2 separate regions of the Dromaius novaehollandiae genome follow, and region 2 is linked to region 1. The links are chromatin contacts, called in public Hi-C maps. All regions are on one chromosome and are shown on one strand. The core of a region is the stretch at or near the end of the contact, and the rest is flanking DNA. Distances in the headings are between cores, read along the strand shown. Region 1 overlaps KCNA4 (potassium voltage-gated channel subfamily A member 4). Region 2 holds the start of KCNA4 (potassium voltage-gated channel subfamily A member 4).

Region 1 (4,517 bases), core at 796-3,295:
CTTTGATGTGAATTTGCGTCTTACCAAAACAAAAATATGTGAAAGAATGTTTAGCGCTTTATTATGTGAAAATAATTCATTTTTTGACAATATTAATATTACAGCATTCCTACTATGGGATTTTTCATCCTTGTTCCTAGATGTCAAACTTCAAAATCTTTTATTATGATCCAAATTTGTTTTTATGAGCAAAACTGTTTGTATTTTCCTCGTGACTTCTTCCTTTACTTGAAGGAGAAATAGTAGTTGCATTGACAAGTTTATGTCCAGGGCATTCTAGAAGTTCACTCAATAGTAATCATGTCTTCTGCTGTCACCTTCTGTCTTGACATTTACTTTACATGGAGTTGAATCTTATCACAGAAAAAAATGATTTTATAAATGCTCACTAAAGAATATGAGTAAGAAACTTACTCTGCTACCTTTACTTTGTTGGCTGGGGTCTCAATCTGTCATCGGTTCTCTGGACCTCAGTGACTTGGGAACAAATGCTGGGTTATATTCAGTCAAGCTAGTTCATTTTTCTCCTCCTCGTATTTCCTTTATTGTGAGTGCTATATGAAATTGTAAGTGGCTGGTACATCATCTGCTTAGAGTATTTCCTATGAGGTTGGACAGATTTTTCTCAGTATTTAGTTTTGCTGTGCATGTTCATCTTTCTTTGTCTGTTGTTTCTCCTATGGAATAAGCACCATCTTTGCTGTTATACAGCACATAATGGTTTGTATTTGAGTGATGCGGGACACACTGCTATCATATTAATTTAGCTGTGTTTAATTGGAATAAGCATAATTAAGAGTTAATTTCACAAAGGAATAGCTGTATATTTCCATAAACAAAGTAATAGAAAATGGTAGTGGAACAACAATTTTAGAAACAGTACCTGTACTGTCCAAGTAACAACCAACCTTTGAGGATTGACTATGTATCTCTGCTATTTGCTTTAGTCAGGATGTATTAGTGAGCTCTCTAGTGTTAAGGGCTTACCTCTGACAACCCAAAATCTTTGTGGATACTTTTATCACTTAGCTCGAATACAATCCCGATTGACTTAATGTTAAGTAGAAAGGTACTCATAGGCCAGACTACCAGAATACATGTTAACCATTGCACTAGTTTAGCTATATTAGCCTAAATTTGCACTATTGTTGCACCCTTCCTATTAGACAAGGCTTTGGATCTGTTGAATATATCCTTAGCCCTTGAAAGGATTCAAGGATAGATTCCTAATGTTGGATATTAAATCCAGCTAAATCTCTTCAGTATAGATACAAAAATGCATTTATTTCATGGAAAGTTTAACGCATTCGGAGTGAACATTACAATGCAGTTCATTACAAAAAACAACCCCCCCCCCCAAAAGACAAATGCTTACTGCAAAATGATATTCATATAAAGCTTCTGATTACAGTAATTTCATTTTTCTGGACGAGAAAACTGGTAGCTGGTACAATGAATATTCCCAGAGTCTTGTTCATCTAGTTTTTCTTGTGAGTAAATATTCCAGAACTGACCTCAGTACATTTGGACTTGCTGAGATTGACCAAATAACAGGGCACATAAAAAGGAAGAGTGAAAAATCTGTAAATGTTAATTCATTTCCTTGTAATTATTGTTGTATTTTATTATTTTTAGCCTAATTTGAGTTCTAGTCATGGATTGTAGTCACCCCAGCAAGAATGACTAATGAAAGTAGAAAATAATGAAGCATCTTCAAAGAGAAGGGAAATGTATTAATCATGAAAATGAGAAAGGGGGAAAAAATAACATGAACAAGATGTAACTTCAAAATCCATCCAGATATAGAAACCTTTGTTTGTTACAGAAACATTTGTTTTATTTCTACCTCCCAGCATACTAGAAGCAACTAGGTATGTGCCAGATAAACCACAGACCTTTGTTTTATATTATAGCCTTTTCACACAGCCATTTATAGCTTGAGAGGTTTTTTTGGGGTAGAGAGAAGGCTGTTTTGTTTTATCCTAGCATATTTTTAGACCCTTGCCTTGAAAGCATATAAATGACTTACAGGCACATCAAACAGCATTTAAGCAGTTCAGTGCCCTGAACCTGTATAGCTGTTCAAAGGCCTAGGCAGAGGCACTGTTAACTGTTTGGTAGAGTGAGCAGACTCTCTCATGATTTAAACTATTAGAACTGTAAGGTAGTTACCTTAACATGGAATACAAGCAAGGGGTATGCCTCCAGAATTTGTTAGATGTTGTTGTAACAGAAACTGCAGTTCTTGTGTTTCAAAATGATCATCTCTTCTTATTTCATATGCTGGGGGGAAAAAAAAATAACCAACACAGTAAGCAGGGTTTTAATGGGATGTTTCCAACTCTTACTGCATATGTAGTTTCTTCATCCCTATCTTTCTTCAAATAAATACAACCATGTGGGGTTAATCCATCAGGTTTAGGTGCACAGGATGATCTAGAAACTGAAAAGAGAGAGAGAATAACATAGGGCCTTTATAGCTCTATTTTATTTCAGTTTTGGTGCTGAAGCAAAAGGGACATAATCTCTCATTGTAAAATGTAGTTTCCTGTAATCTCAAAATACTATCACTTCTTTTAATCCTGAGCATAGCTGTTAGAAGTACAATGAGGATCAGCTCTTTATAGTGTCTTTTAACCTCACTAAGTATGAACAAGCACAAATGATACTTCAGTAAAGAGTTTGTAGTGAGCACTGCTTCTTTCCCTTCTAAGGATTATGTACATAAGTACATGGAAACACCATACAAAATCACTATAGCCCACTGTATTTAGTTTATTGTTCCAGAGCTGATCCAAACCCGTATCAGCTTTGCAACCTCTACTCCACATTTCTTCCATCTTTCACCTACTGATGTATTTTCAGCCCTCCTGTGAAAAGTGGAGCTGTGTCACCTGGAATGGTGAAAACTGCTATTTTAAAGGTTGTTGTTCAGGACACTGTGGAGTGTGGGAGAAGGTATTTGTTCTTTAACAGCCACAAGTAGCTGGGACAAGGTCAGATTTGAACGCTGTCACCCAAAGGCACTGATGAAACACAGATTAAAAGCAATGCAGTAGATCTTTCCCTTTCCCTTACCTCCTTCAACTTTCTGGTCAGGGATACTTTCTGACCTGTCATCTGACAATTTGTTCTCACTCCCTGTACCTTCTTGCAAGCAGGCATGTTAGCTTCAGACAACACAGAGAGAAGTGTACTCTCTACTGAATGTCTAACACTCTGAAACGGGTAATTCCTTTGATATCATCCATGCTAAAGTGGCTCAGTTCAGTCCCACTTAACCATCCTGTGATGACTGCAGGCAGAAATCAAGTGTGAGAATTAATGTCCTCTTTAAGACTAGTTTAAAAATCAGTTTTGAAGGCAGAGGTTTTGTTCTTTTCTTCGTAATTAAGACTTCAGACATATTATTTGGTTCTACTGTTACAGCATGAGGTTCCTAAATATTTTTGTAAAATGGTGGCCAGAGAAATTGCTTTGCTGTAGAATTTCTGTATCAGAAGTAGAAGCTGAAGTCTATCATTGTCAAGTACAGGCCTATTCCATAACGGCAAAAGCATTTTTCCTACTCATGTCCCGTAAATAATATAAAAATAACATAGGGACCCCCAGAGCGTTGGCCCAAAAAGTATTTCTTCACTGTAAGGCCTCTACACTTTATCATGTGTAAGCTAACATACCACTGTGCACAGGTCAAAAAGATGGCTTCTCTGTGCAGATGCATGCCCTGTAGTTTGGAAGGATATGACATTTTTTATTTAGCATGGACAACTGCCCATGTTAATACTTGTCAAGAAACTGAACTGTTTTTTGGTAACAATTAACTACAAGAAGTCTTCCAAATTTAAAATATTGTGAATTCAACATTTTGTGTGAAGTGATTTCTCCTTTCATTTAAAAATGCACATTAATTTGGCAAGGTGTTTATGTGTTTTCCTGTTGTGATTATTCTTTCTTCTCTCAGTCAGCCACTTACCTGATCATTTTGCAGCACTTACTTCTTTTCAAGACTGAAATTCATAATTCAGATACAGTTCTTAGTGTAAAGAAAGCTCTCTACCATCTATTGTTTATTCACAGCCTGCTTTGAGAAGTAGTCGTAAATGTTTTTCTATAATTTGTTAGAGAAAATATGTTCAACTTCTGCCTTCCTCTGGCAGTTCTAGGCATAGCAGTGAAAAAAGAGCGTGAAGTGAAACTGCAGTATAATGGTACCATATAATCACCCTGTGCTTTTGTAAGTCAGCAACTACTTAATGGTATAACTTAAGTAATTGTGTTTAGGAAAAAGCAACATGAGCATATCTTTTCAGCCTGAAAAATAAAATTTGACCCTTCTAAGTCATTGGTGCACAGTTCTGGAAACAGAGTCGGTTTGATCTGACAGCTCTTACTGATCCAAAGACTCCTGCTGTGATTTACTAGGCCATGTACAAAAGGTAATACTTGCAATATGAGGACTTAATTGTTAATTTTTCTGTTCCAGAGCTTCATTTCCACTCACTTTCCAGACAAGA
Region 2 (4,289 bases), core at 1,473-3,972, 210 kb before region 1:
GCAGTCTTATTCTCTGCACAGAACTCTTGATTACAGCAGGAAGATTAGTGTTGGACTGAGGCCAGACTCTCTGCCAGTGTGAATTGCAGCAATTGTAGGGTAGCATAAATTAATATTGGGCGTAGCAACGTAAGTTAGGCTTTTTGAATTTCATGTCCCCTGTGCATGAAAATGTATTAAATTGTCATGTATTTCTTCTGGCACTCTATACACAGATAAACAATAATGATGCATGTTTCTCCTCCGCATTACTGCAGAACAGAACAAATCAGTATAATAGCATACCTTACAGATCCTTTGCTATGCTGTAATATTCTTAATACAATGGTACTATCGAAGATAATGACATACATATTCTTTGTTCTGCCAATAATAGTATCCCTTATGAATATGAAGGAGCAAAGGGAATATAGTATCTTTTAGATAAAAATTGCTCTTTGAATACTGTGAAAATATAAACCTGAATGAAATGATTCACAGGATTCATCTGTAAATACTTAAAGTTTGTCTCTTGCTTTTAAATCAGTTTAAAAAATTGGATCAAATAAGACCTGTGAATTTGATTGTATCATATGTATTTGTATCATGCCTAACACATTAGAAGGGATTTTTTAAAATGTTACAGAAAAATTATTCTGCTACTCCCATTAATTGTGTACATCACCTGTTTTATATATCACCTCTTCTTCTTTGCTCATTAAAAAAAAAATAATCATCAAAAAGGCATAGGAAAGTGAAAGTGATTGATCTGTTTCTACTCTTGTCTTTCCTCAGACTCAGATATCCATTGACTGTTTCAGTTTAAGATTGGCATGTGAGATGATGAGCAAATGCATCTGAAACTTTGGAAGAAAGGTAAAAGCTAGAGTAGCGCCTTTTTTTTTTTTTTTTTTTTTTTTTTGTCCCAATCCCTTGAAACACCTCAAAAAGGAAAAAAAAAGGTCCTACTGATAAAATAAAACACACAACTTCCTAGAGCATCTGACTTCTGCCAAATGTTTGCCTCTAGAATTAAAATATTAATGAAGTAGGAAGAATTCTGTGTTTCTAATCATATCGTACCTGTGATACCTATTTTTATGGCATCGTACGTGTCCGTCTGACTAAACAATGATAGGTGTTTGATCTATGACTTTGGTATACTTTTGTGGCGGGTTGCAGAAGAATCTGGGTTTTGGTATTGGAAATGAATTAGTAGAATGTTTTTACCTTGCCTCCAGTAGCATTGACATTTTGGAGTGTTCTTGTGACCTCACTTTGTAGTTTAATGGAATTTGGGATGACGTTAGGAATACCTATATATTTTTCACTATATATTGACTGTAGAATTTGAAGGAAAATTGGTTAGCAATAGCTGCCATTTACACATTTCCAGTACTTTTGGCAAGACCGTTGTGAACTCATTTGATGCCTGGCATTCAGTATGTTTATTTGGTTGATCATTACCTCTCCCTTACATAGCCATATGGCAGCTGACTGAAATTAATGGGATTAATAGTATGGACACTAATCATTGTAGGCAGTAGAGACAGAAAGATAACATGGCTAATATGTGTTATACCACTGGGGCTCTGAAGGGAAATAGTCACCAGATTCTCTAGATTCTTTTGGACTGTGTAGAAGGAGTGGACCTTGGTGGTAAAAAAAAAAAAAAAAAAAAAAAAAAAAAAAGCCTGATGCACTTTCTGCATGTGTCAAATCTGCCTCCAGCTGTTACACCTTGAGACGAGTGTTTGGAGTGAGTGCTGCTCTTGATTTGCCCTTGCTATGACCCGATGTATTGGGCTATAAAGCACCAAAATCTGTCTTGTCTTTTTCCATGTGAAGTAGAAGTGCCTACACATCGTTTTTTTATTGATGTGGCAGGATTGTAGCTGTGATGTCAAATATAGCCAAGCTGCATTTTCATGGGGCTTACTTACAGAGAGGAATTGGTCACAGTTTGGATTTTACATGTGCAAAAGGAATAGCCAGTTTATTCACTGCTTGTGCTACAGACTGGGGCAGAGGGAGCAAAATTTTGACATCGTTGGCAGAGATGTTAAGACTGTTTTCATAGGTCTCATCTACCAAATACACTTTTTTTTTTTTTTTTTTTTTTTGTGAAATGGGACCAACTTTTCCATGCTGAAATAGATGTAAGCGTGGAAGTAAAATGGGCTTCATTTGCAAGACCCTTGCATCTGGCAGGGCGCTGCTAGCAGGGTGTGATGGAGGACAGGAACAATGGGAACTGTTCGCTGGTTTGGACCAAACCCATTTGAGGGTTTGGGGCCAACAAGTCAGCAGGGCCGAGGTGGGGCCAGATTTTCCCTTGTTCTGGGAAACTTTTTTTCTCTGCTTCATTTTGAAATTCCCTGAGCCACCTCGACAGCATATTTTTCTTCCTAAAAACAAAACAAAACAAAACAGAAGACGGGGCTTGTAGCATTGCCTTGAGCCTAAAGTTTTGTTGGCCAGCGTATGCATTATTCAGTGTGGGAACGCTTCTTTCAGTAATTTATAGATTGACACAAAAGAGAGGGGGCGAGGGCGGCCGGGGAGCGGCGAGCAGTGCGGGCCGGCGGCCGCGAGGGGCCGACGGCGAGCTGGGCTGGGCTGGGCTGGGCTGGGCTGGGCTGGGCTGCGCCGCGCTGGCCAAGGCAGGGAGCAGCGCAGCGGCCGCGGCCCGGCGGCCTCCTGGCGGCGCGCGGGCACCGCGGGCGGCGGCTCCGCGGAGCAACAGGGCTCGCTGCGGGGGCGCCCGGCAGCGCGGCTGCCGGCTGCGGCTGTGACCAGCAGGCAGTGGAAGCCTTGTAGCAGAGAGCTGCTTTCTCCTCTTTTTTCCTGGTGCGGGGTGTTTGTTTGTTTGTTTTTTTAAGCGGTGCCAACCAACGGCACAACAAGTGGAGGATGCGAGCCGCTGCTGCCTGAGCCACTGCTGCCTGGACGTGCCGGAGGGAGAAACTGCAAGAAGCGACACCTGTCCTACCATCAGGTTTGGTACGCGGATTATTTAATGGTGATTTACAAACCTACAGAAAAAGCTGGGCTTGGAAAGACTGGCGATCACGCTCACCCATTCATTCTGTGTCTCTCTCTCACAAACACACTCGCCTCCTTCATTTTTTTCGTTTTGGAACAAGACTCTTGCCTTTTTGCAAATGCCTGGGCGAGAAGCAGTGTCCGTGGCAGTGCAGAGTGCTCCCAGCTCAGGCTGCTTTGCTGCCTTGCTCTTGGCACTCTTGTTGCAACTGGCAAGAAGGGAGAAAAATAACTCATCAACCTGTGGTGCTGACTGACCTTACACACCTGAAAACGTAGATCGGTTGGCACAGCCCCCTCCTCAGGACTGCTGTCTCCAGATCCTTACACTAGCAAGAACAGCACTGCTATTTCTCTGCCTAGGAACAGTAAGTATAATAGCATTTTTTAAGATCTTTTTATGCATGACATGTAGGTACAATTTTAAAAATAGCAATGTCATTTAACAGTCTGTATTCACCTTCTGTCATGTATTAATAGCTACAGCTGTAAATGAGGGTTCTGTTTCAAAGGGGTGTGTGTATTTTTTTGTGTATGTGCTTGCATGTAGATGTTGCTTCACTGCACCTGCAGTTGTGTTTCCTTGACACACCATATCACAGTATTTTTACTTGACTGAGAATTTTATGTGCCCATTTTCAAATTAAATTCAGTAAGATATTATAATTGAAACACAATTCAGTTATAAATTAAAACATAACATTCTTGCCTCTTACATGTTTCTAGAGATACTCCAAAAGCTCTTTGTGTAGATATGTTTCTTCTTGTAATATTTTATATAGATATATGTAGGTTTCTGTATATGTATGTACTCAATTTGAATGCATTGTGTATTGCAGTATTTTTATTAGTGTTTATATGTGTTACTGTCTCAGAAGCATGCATGTGTTTGTGTGTGGATGCAAGTGCTTATATGGGTGGGGATTTTATATCTCTCTATATATGTGACATACCCACCCACATCCTTACCCACAGAGTCGTTCAAAATCTCTGTGCATGTGATGTGGGTGTGTGTGTAATGTAGAAGTGTGAATAGTGTGGGTAGGGGAAGGTTTGAATACTGTGGCAATAAATGACACAATTTCATTTGATCAGTGTGACCTTTTAGAAAAACAATCCAATCTTTTTCCCTTCTTGTTTTGTTTATTTTTGTGTGTTTGTGCATGTGCCTCAGGTTAAGTGCTTCTTCTGCATGACCATAACCAAAAGGTGACCCATCCACTCCCTTATGCCCTATGGGGACCTCAGAGCCAGTTTCTCAGTCT

Evidence for each region. Hi-C and Micro-C count contacts between places; a contact is called where the count stands out from the background.
Region 2: a Hi-C map of liver shows a contact between it and region 1, with 5 times the contacts expected there. The contact joins the promoter of KCNA4 here to the enhancer-like site in region 1. A contact is called at or near these places in 2 of 4 Hi-C or Micro-C datasets (brain and liver).

The regions. Positions count from the first base shown.
Region 1 is chr5:56,508,984-56,513,500 of bDroNov1.hap1, reverse strand. It overlaps KCNA4 (potassium voltage-gated channel subfamily A member 4), which reads left to right. Exons shown (of 4, transcript XR_010389456.1): 3 at 4,487-4,517. Among named protein-coding and RNA genes, the nearest start is that of KCNA4, 210 kb to the left of the region's middle. Within about 2 kb of position 2,045, at least 1 of the 2 cell types and tissues checked has open chromatin away from gene starts, as enhancers often do.
Region 2 is chr5:56,719,764-56,724,052 of bDroNov1.hap1, reverse strand. KCNA4 (potassium voltage-gated channel subfamily A member 4) reads left to right here and starts at 2,722. Exons shown (of 4, transcript XR_010389456.1): 1 at 2,722-3,392. It overlaps LOC135328661 (a long non-coding RNA gene), which reads left to right. Exons shown (of 3, transcript XR_010389621.1): 3 at 775-843.